2 separate regions of the Anser cygnoides genome follow, and region 2 is linked to region 1. The links are chromatin contacts, called in public Hi-C maps. All regions are on one chromosome and are shown on one strand. The core of a region is the stretch at or near the end of the contact, and the rest is flanking DNA. Distances in the headings are between cores, read along the strand shown. Region 1 holds the start of ERCC8 (ERCC excision repair 8, CSA ubiquitin ligase complex subunit). Region 2 holds the start of DIMT1 (DIM1 rRNA methyltransferase and ribosome maturation factor).

Region 1 (4,780 bases), core at 1,195-3,694:
ATTTTAATATAAACTAGTAAGAAATCTCAAGGGTGAAGAATTGTGACATAGAAGAGGATTTTTTTTCTTACTGTCAAAATATGAGACTGGAGTACTATCTCTGACCATGGTCTACATCAACGCAAACCTCTCTACTTTAGTTTCTATTTGAGCACAATTAATCCTCTCCATTTTAACTTTCAAACTACCAGAGATGTGATCAAACAGTATTAACAATGAATCACTGCACATGCATAGTAGCTCTTAGAACCCAAAAACAAACAAACAAACAAAACCCAACAATCCCAATACTTAGTAAACCACATAAATTGTCACAATGTTTCTTGCTTTTTTTTCCCTGTATGCCAAAAACATAAGCCACAATCTACTCCTCAAAGATTTCTGGCACTATTTTCATGTCTTCTATAGCCTAGAAATAAGAAAGCACATTAACCTGTGAATTTAGTGCTAGTAACTCAACATATATCACTATGAACTTTTACAAGAATTTCTGAGTACATACCTTCCCACGGAACAAAGTGCTTTACATGTGTAACTTGGTTTTCTGCTCAGGTTTTCAAGGTCATAAAGTACAATAACACCATCGGAACCACCTGATAACATGCTGAAAGGGTAAATAAAGCAGTCAAGTTACACGTATGATCTTAATTTGATCAATTAAGTTCAGAAATAAAATAATTTGGTATTACCAAAAGACAGTGAAGTGCTTAAAAACATTTTTACCAAACTAAAGTACATACTTACTATCTTCCCTCAACAGGCTCAATATCAAGGCTGTTAATACCATTCCCATGTATTCTTTCCACATCTCTATCTTTATTTAATTCCAAACTGAGAACCCTTAAAAAAAAAGAAGAAAAACAGAGATGAACAATAAGAACAACAGATCTTTAAAATGTTACTATGTAGTTACAAACAGCTAAAATCATATTTTCACCCCTCCTCAATGCATCTAACCCGTTCCCATATTTTTTCTTTTTTCCCCAAAATTAGACTTGCAGACACAATACAATGCTGGAAATAAGACTTGAAAATTTGACAGAAAAAGTATGTGTTGTTTGGAAGGTAAGATGGAAGTACGTATGTAAAACAGGCTCAAAGGAATACCAAAGCCGCACTTAGGGTCAACATACGAAGCATTAGAACAGGAATGTAGTTTAACAATACAACATAGGGTAAACATTACAAAATATTTGTCACAGCTGCAACAAATATTAGTTACTTAGAAGCTTTATTATGTGCCATCGCTCCTACTTGGAACTATGGACACCTAGTGGACAGATTTGTTTAGTTTAACAAATTACAGTATTTCCTCTCATGGCACAATCTTTGGGTGTTATGTTTTCTGCAGCATCAAATAAAAAGCACGCCCTCCACATGGTGAAGCTTCCCTGAAACATTTTGGAGCTGTGATTAGTATTTTCTAATATTTTCTGTGAGAAACTTAAAATGTTACAGGCAGACCCCTGACAGCATGCCTATACACATGCTTCAAAAGCATTAAGTTCTTTAAGCCCTTTTAAAATACAGGAAGCAACACAATTATGCTAGAATTTTGACATGTACAAGATAGTTAATTAAACACTTTTGAGCTCAAGACTGAATTTTAGTGAAGGGGTTTTATCCCTTCAAGAAACGTTTTAAAGCATGTGACTTGAAAAGGTAGTTACAAACGCCATCTGCTGAAGACTATAGAAGATTTTTTTCAAAACCAAAATGAAAACGTTTAGGGAGGAAAGAAAAAAAAAAGTTAGGTAAATGGTTGTTTGAGTTACGTAAAATCTGCACGCTGTGCTTCCTTCTCAGCGCTGAATGACACGTGAAGGGAGAGAAAGCACACGTTTTGTAAAGATACACAAGAGAAACGAGCTTCGTGAATTGCAGCATTTCCACCATTTACAGTTTATTTTCCTTTACAGCGATAGAGCCACAGAAGTCCAAGCGGAGAGGAACAGATGGGTAAATCCGCAGCACAAATCCTCCCAGCTGTGAGGGTGCCGTGAGGGTGCTGTGAGGAACTGAGCCGAGGTTGGCCCTACCGGATTTATCTTTGAAATACAGCCGCGAAACTTATTCCCCGATCAAACGTTATCGCGATATTCCAAGGAGCCCCGACGAGCCCCTCTGTCCCGTCACCGCTCCTCCGCTGGCCCCAGCGCTGCCGACGGGCAGCGGCGAGCACAACACACGTGAGGGCCCCGCGGGCTCTCAGCGGGCTCTCAGCGGGCTCTCAGCGGGCTCTCAGCGGGCTCCCCGACCCCGTCCCCGTCCCCCCGGGCCCCGCTACCTCCGGGTGGCCTCGGCGCGGCGCAGCCGCAGTGGGTCGTCGAGCCCGGCCTGGCGGCCCGACAGGAACCCCAACATGGCGGCCAAGCGGCGACACCCGCCGCCGATCCGCCATCTTGGTCCCGGGCTGGCCGGGGTTGCCCGGGGGCGGGCGGGCCTCCGCCAATGGCGAGCGCCGTTGCTGGCATGCCCGCCTCCGACTCTAGGGGCGGGGCGGAGGGTGGCGGCGGGGCTGTGTGGTGGCGTCTGGGGGCCGTTGGTGGCCGTTAGCGGCCGCCCCGCCATGAGCCGGGCCCGTCAGGCGCTGCGGGCCCTGCGCCTGCGGATGTTCGGTCCCGGCAAGGAGCTGGCGGGCACCGACCAGTTCGGCAACAAGTACTACCGCGTGCCCGAGCACGAGTCCCGCGCAGGTAGGCAGGGCAGGGCCGTTACCCGCTGCCCCCGGGCGGGCCCGCGCGGCGTGTGGGGAGCGCAGCGGGTGTCTGTCCGGGCGGCTGTTGTAGGGCGAGGAGGAGGTGGAGCCCGTTATCCAGGGGTTTTAGAGCGCGGCTGCCAGCCTGCAGCGGGGAGGTAGCCTGCGAGGGGGCTCTTCTCATTACTTCTGAACTCTTTTAAAAGTGCATTCCTGCGTGTGTCCTCGCTGCACTTCTGAGGAAAAACGTTTTTCTCTGCTTCTGTCTGTATTTGAGGAACCTAGGTGTGCTTATAGCACGTCCTTACATCGTTCTCAATGCTGCACAACCATGCGTAACTAACTGAAGGTGTCACCCCTGAAGTTGTGTGAGTGAGTGTACGCACCACGATGTTTTACAGTTATGTTTTCATTCCCTACACAGGCTAATTTATCTGCTTGCAGTACTCCATATATTTTACATGGTCAATTCAATCAGAACACCCCAAGGCTGTGGAGACTCATTCTATGTGATGTTCTTCAGAGTAAAAGCAGAGAAGTAGGAGCAGAAGCAGAAGGTCTGAGGCTGTGCAGTCACTGAAGTCAGTGCCCTTCCTGAAATGCAGGGGGTAGGGAGGGCACACATCATCCCTTCAGATACATGTAATGTCTTCTGGAGTAGTGGTGCCTTCCAAGTAGTTCCCTGACTTGTTTTGCTGTACAGCTTCCTGAAGAACTCGCGGTGACTTAAAGCAGGTCTGCTTGAACAAGTATTTGGGAAAATGATGTGAATGCCCTTTTGTCAGCAATGATTCCTCTGGGTTAATACAGCAACGTAACAATCCCAGGCTTCGTGTGTCTTGCTTTTGGTCTTCTCACTACTGGGGCTTATTGTGACTTTGAGGAGTATACAAAAGTACTTTAAGGAAAGCAGTCTATATTCTGCACAGCTTTGTATTAAGGTTTAGAGGGCTTCTTAGATCCCAGGTGGAGGTTCACCAGCATAAAAACTTCCCTTACTCAGAAAGCGTTCCTCTTTATGCGGAAGGGAAAGAGAGACAAAAAAGAATCTATGAGTATCAGAGGGGTAGATACAGAGTTTACGGCAACCGAAAGGGAGAGATTTCTTCTCCCTATTTTCTTTCTCACTGCTGCTAACTTTTCACTGTTATTTATTTGACCTTTCTGCAGAAAACTTTAATAGAAAAATGATTTAAAATGACTTGATGAAGAATAAGCTGCAGGCTAGAGCTGGCACGGAAGAGAGAATGAAGGTGATGAGCTGTTAGACAGGGTAAGGTTATACAAGTTGTCTTGAAACAGAGTCAAGAGCTATCATGTTTACAGTCATACCATACAAACTTCTTTACCATGTTTACTTCAGTTTTCCTCGACTTTCTATTAGAAAGTTTGCTGTTAAGCTCTTTTCTACTTCGCATGATCAAACCCAGTTAAATGGATATTGCTTGAGAGAAATCAGGAATTTTAAAACAATATTAAAAAACAGGCGAGGAATAAATATCTGGCAAGGGGCTAATGTTTATTCACTCTTGCCATGCTTCTCTTCTATTTTTAGAATGAAAGTAAGGGAAGGGTTATAATTTTGCTCCACAAACTGAAATTTGGATTACTCAAAATCGATACCACATCTTTCATACATGTCTTAATTCACAGACAGACAGTTCTCTCTTTTTGTCCTTTTTATGTAACTACAGTACAGGAGAGTGCACATGGGAAAATATTACTAGATGTTTATGTGAAAATATTTTTGATAATTCTGTTTTATATTTATCTCACTGATGAATGCTTACAGGTCACTAATTTTGGCTTTAGATGATCTAAAAAAATCCGTCATCAGGAGCAGAATGAAAGAATTCAGAATGAAGTAAGCAAGAATTCCCCGCTCAAAGAAGTGGTGGTGGAACTTTTTCATGAATGCGTTTATACTTTGCTTTTTGTTCTGTTGATTTGTTCTGTATTATACTAACTGATGGAACTCACTGTTAAAATCTGACACACTTGACCATAGTATATGGGTTATAACAATTATTATGGAGGGAGGAAATAAGTAGAATGAAAACAGTATGCTTTAAGAAAATGGCC
Region 2 (4,780 bases), core at 1,444-3,943, 560 kb after region 1:
CAAAGGCCAAGCCATAACGTGGCACGCGTACGGGAAGGCGGTGGTAAAGTCACACTTACTTTTTTTACTTTCTCTAGCATTTTTACTGTCAGGTTACCAGTCCCAGGGCCGACTTCCAGAATGACATCTGTACGTCGTAAGGCAGCCTAAGAACAAACAAAATATTAAATAAAAATTATTAAATAAGGAATATTTTTCTGGAACTGATTTCTAGCAGCAACTCAATTATAAAATGAAAAATATAAGCAGCTCAATAAAAAGCTGAAATCAGCTAACAGAGAAGTATGAACTTTTTTTCTTTTTCTTTCTTTCTTTCTTTTTTAAGGAGGGAAGCGGTGAAAGCACGGACGCCGTACGAGTTGACCGGGAGCGGCACTTGGCCGAGCACAGACAGGCAGGTGAGCAAGCAGCGCCCTGCCGGCTCGGCACCCCCAGCGCCCACCTTCTCGATGATGCTGTTGACGACGAGCGGGTTCTTCAGGATGTGCTGCCCGGCGCCGGTGTTGAAGAGGATCCCTGCGGGGAAGCACAGACACACACAGCCGTAACGCCGCTCCCGCCCCGCCCGCACCCCCCGCCCCGCGGCCTCCCGGGCCAGGACTCGGCCTCACCGGGAGCCTTCCCCTCGGGGCGCTCCCGCCGCGGCCGCTTCCCGGCCCGCGCCTTGGGCATGGCGGCGGCGGGCCCGGCCCGGCTGCGAGCACGCGTGCGGCCGCCGCGGCGCGGCCAGGGGACTACGGGTCCCGTGGAGCACCGCGGCGGCACCGCGACACGCGGCAGCGGGGCGGGCCCCGACGGCGGCCGCGGGGGTCCAACCGCGGCGGTGCCGCTGCGGGGCGGGGCGCGGGGCGCGGGCGGCAGGGGGCTCGGCTGGCCTCTGCCCGCGGTCGGACCAACGGCTTCCGCGTGGCGGAGGGTGCCGAGGTGCTGCGGTGTGCCCGCAGCAGCCGACACAGAGCAGGGCCAACGTAATATCAGTGGTGTGTTTGCGACAGCCACTTGGGTTTGTCTGAGTGGCGTTAGCCGCTTACGGGTGGCATGATCCATTGGTGCTGCTGCTATCTCCTCTTTCATCTTACATAGAATTATGGGAATATACTTTCCTCCTTTGTCTTATATATGGGAATATATGTCCCTAACGTCACAAAGAATGGCAGCCTGTTTTCCTAGGTAAATACTTGTATTTATTAGCTAAATAGTATTTCTTATCGAAATAGTATTGCTTAATATACAGCATTAGGGAAGTCAATTGCTTTGGTTATTTAGACGTCGGTTTATTGTTGTGAGGAGGTTAAAACACACACACACCCACACACAAAGCAGAATACCCATTCCAGCTAGCTGTGCATGAGTAGAAGGCAGGAAAAAAGAGTGAGAATAGATAGCAAGGGGGAAAGAAAAGAAAAAGTTGTTAATAGAGGATTTTCTGTGTCAGAGTATTCAGCATTATGCTGTGAGAAACACCTCAAATAATTTTCTTCAGACAGGATCTTCTGTGAAGCTATTTTCTTTGCAATTGCAATGGCGGGCGTCCTGTCAATCAGGAGCGCATTTTAGTAAACAAATCATAACCTTTTATTCCCTATTACCCAACGCCTGATCACCTCCCGTTTCTTCCTTGGCTGAGTACTGCAGGTTCGCAAGCTACTCGACGCTCCTCTATACCATATATGCACAATTTTTCTATTTTTCAACCCTTTAATTTCTCCTTATGTTTTGAGAACTTGTGATCTTTGTTTTACTGTTCCCACACTGCTCATCCTTTTTCTCAAGCTTCTACCTTATTTTGGAACAGTGAGGCCTTCTACTGTCCACTTACCTACTTAGCATTTCTCCTTATTATGACTACACAACTACCTTGGCATACAGAAAAGTAATTCTCTACTGCAAAAACACAACTTAGTTTCCCACACTACGCAACTACCTTTGAATACAGAAAATTATTTCTCTACTGCAAAAACACAACTTTGTTTCTCACAATGCTGCTATATACAAACAACTAGAATTATTTCTTCTTTCCTGAGTCCTCCAGGGATGTCCCATCTTCCAACAGCTACTATTTAACTTTTTTTCAGCCTCGAAAACATGACTAAAAGGTGATTTCAAGCAATGCTAAAGCAACATCACGTTTTAACTGACGTGAGTGGGCTATCAGTTTATCATCAGAAACTGTGCCTTAAAATTGAATGTCCCTGTGTTGTTGGCACACCGTAGGGGTGGGTGTTTGCCGCTGTTCCGAGCTGATGTGCTGTCACAGGTGAAGGACACAAACCCAGCGGTAGGGCTGTGTACAGGGGCCCCAGCTCCTCACTCCGCTGCAGATCCGGGCATCGCAGAGCCCAGCCTGACGGTTTCATCAGATACACCTTCAGCGTTTGCTGTTCCTCCGAAGAAACGAACAGTGACGAAGTCACTGAGCACCACACGCCCGGCTCGGTGCATGTGAACACCCCGTGTCTGTACGGGGGCCCCTTCATGCCGTGCTCCCTCGCCGCTCAACTGCTCGGGATGACCACGGAGTAGCTAAAACTCCCCCAAAACTTTATTTTTCCTTCCTTCCGTTACCTCCCACCGCTTACACACCGACCTCGACAGCTCGAGGCCACCCACGAGACGTGTCGCGAGACACGCACACATCGCGACCGACGGGCCCGCTACGCGACCGTTAAACGGCCGTTACCCCCTCAGCCACGCCACGCCCCCCCCTCCCCGTCGGCGGCGGCACGCGCATGCGCGGCGTCGGGCGGGCGGGGAGAGCCCCCCCGCGTGCGTCGCTGGGCGATGACGTCATCCCCGGGGCGCTGCAGCGGCACCCTCCCCCCCCTCCCCTCCCCGGGCTCGTGGCGCCAGCTTCGGAGCGGGCGGGGGTCGCGCGCCAGGGCCGGCCCCGCCCACCGCCGGCCTCGCCCCGCCCACCCCCGCGTGCGGCGCCGCCACCGCCCGCCGCCAACGGTGAGCCGCGCGCCGGGCCCCCGCTGCACGCGCCGGCACCGTCGTCACGGGGCTAACGGCCGCCAACGGCCGCCGTCTGTGAGGGAGCGGCCGCGGCCCGGGTACCGCGGCGGGTCGGGGGGTGCCGGGCCCGGCCGGGAGGCGGGGAGGGGGCGAGGCGGCCTTCGCCGCGCTGTTGGCCGCCGCGTGTGCTCCCCGCTGCCCCGCCTCAGCTTCGGCTTATTTTTTGTGTGGTGTTTTTCTCCTCCCGGCTCTGCGCGTAGGTCGCGTGGCGAGGGGCTCTGAGGGAGAAGGGGTCTGCTAGCTAATCGCGGGGAGCCGCTGCCGCGTTTCTCCTTGCGGTGGCTCTCCGTGCGGGTACGGCCGGCGGGGAGGCGTCGGTGAGCCGAGCGGTCGGGCTGCATCTTGGCAGAACTTCTGTTCTGTGGAAAAGGGCGAGTACCGTTTTATTAGTTGGTTTGTTTTTTTTTTTTTTTTTTTTTTTTGCTAAATACGCTTATTTTTTTCCTACAGATTCTGGAGGGATAGCAGTTGACAACTTACTGGAAACGGCTTCTTCCCAAAATCCAAGGCAGGGTGGGTGCAGGAGTGGTGAGTTATGTCTCCTATTCGTGTTTACGTACAAGTTGGCAACGTGTGAAGTGTAAGAACGTGGCCATAAACACAGTGCTGGTGCAGTTTCCAGGTTCTGCTGCTACATACCTTGCTTCCCCTGCCTCAAAGATGAAGTGTATCTGTAATGTGTGTGCAGTGCCTTTTGGATTCACATTCGTAATACATGGGGCCACCTCAGTCCTTACAAATAGCGTGTTCCTTATGGGTTATGACTTCTTGAAACTTAAATGCTAGTATCGTTCATCACTCTCTACTTTTCTTCTCGCATTCCGTCATTGTAATGTTCTGCAAAAGGGTGTTTTGTACTGTAAATATATATATATATGGCCTAATGAAGGCTTTTGTTGCCCAAGCTGAACATAGAAAATTTTCAAACTGTATCATCAGACACAAGTTCTAACCATCTTCAGAAATTGTTTTCAATTCAATTTTCAGTTCAATTAACTATTTAATAATTAATTTAAAGTCTCTGCATGAAGGCAGACTGAAACTTGCATTTATATGTCAGCTCTTGAATGCTAATTCACTATGAAGTGTTCAGTCGTGTTTTTGAAAATCTACTAAAATAAGATGAGCTAGGAAGAATAGGGAATAAGATTAGTCTTATGAGTTTGGTCATTGCATAAGCTGACTATTAAACATTAAAAATATTCTTCTATTGTCTCTGTGTTTCTCTTTTTTTTTTCTTTTTCTGTGTTATTGGTACTGAGCCCTATGACATGGTTTCCTCTGAGCTATATCCAAGCATATTCCTTGGAATAGTCCCACTGTCAGTTTTTATTCCTGTTATTTCTGTTGGGATTTTTGGTCAGTTTCATTTGGCTAGTTTCCATTTACCATAAGAGGCCATTTTTCTTCATCTGCATATTTTATAATGTAATCCGAGATACCTCTGTAAATATTATCAGCCTTGCTCGCAGTTCTCCATTATTCCTGTGTTCCTCCTTTTTGTTTACTGCTTCTTCCCTGGTGTCTTCTGCATGCTGATTTTTCTTATAACTGGGTTTTAGTTTCAGTGTTGTACTCTTGTAAAAAATATATACATATACAAATTGTTATAAATAAGTTCTATTCTTCTGTTTCTGTCAATAGCAGTGAGGAGAAGAAACACTGTAGCTCCTTCCTATATAAGTGTCTTTATTTCTCTTTATTATGTTTTCAATTGGCAAAGTGTAGACAGTCTTCCTCATTTACATAAAAAATCTATTGTTTT

The links. A called contact is a pair of places that touch in the nucleus more often than the background predicts.
Region 2: a Hi-C map of liver shows a contact between it and region 1, with 9 times the contacts expected there. The contact joins the promoter of DIMT1 here to the promoter of ERCC8 in region 1. A contact is called at or near these places in 2 of 7 Hi-C or Micro-C datasets (both in liver).

The regions. Positions count from the first base shown.
Region 1 is chrZ:74,573,667-74,578,446 of Taihu_goose_T2T_genome, forward strand. ERCC8 (ERCC excision repair 8, CSA ubiquitin ligase complex subunit) reads right to left here and starts at 2,445. Exons shown (of 12, transcript XM_013180582.3): 1 at 2,288-2,445; 2 at 745-840; 3 at 503-604. The coding sequence starts at 2,364. NDUFAF2 (NADH:ubiquinone oxidoreductase complex assembly factor 2) reads left to right here and starts at 2,486. Exons shown (of 4, transcript XM_048051656.2): 1 at 2,486-2,696. The coding sequence starts at 2,570.
Region 2 is chrZ:75,133,033-75,137,812 of Taihu_goose_T2T_genome, forward strand. It overlaps DIMT1 (DIM1 rRNA methyltransferase and ribosome maturation factor), which reads right to left and starts at 2,694. Exons shown (of 12, transcript XM_048055135.2): 1 at 612-2,694; 2 at 443-516; 3 at 60-146. The coding sequence starts at 1,074. It overlaps IPO11 (importin 11), which reads left to right and starts at 2,871. Exons shown (of 32, transcript XM_066988839.1): 1 at 2,871-2,952; 2 at 3,466-3,543.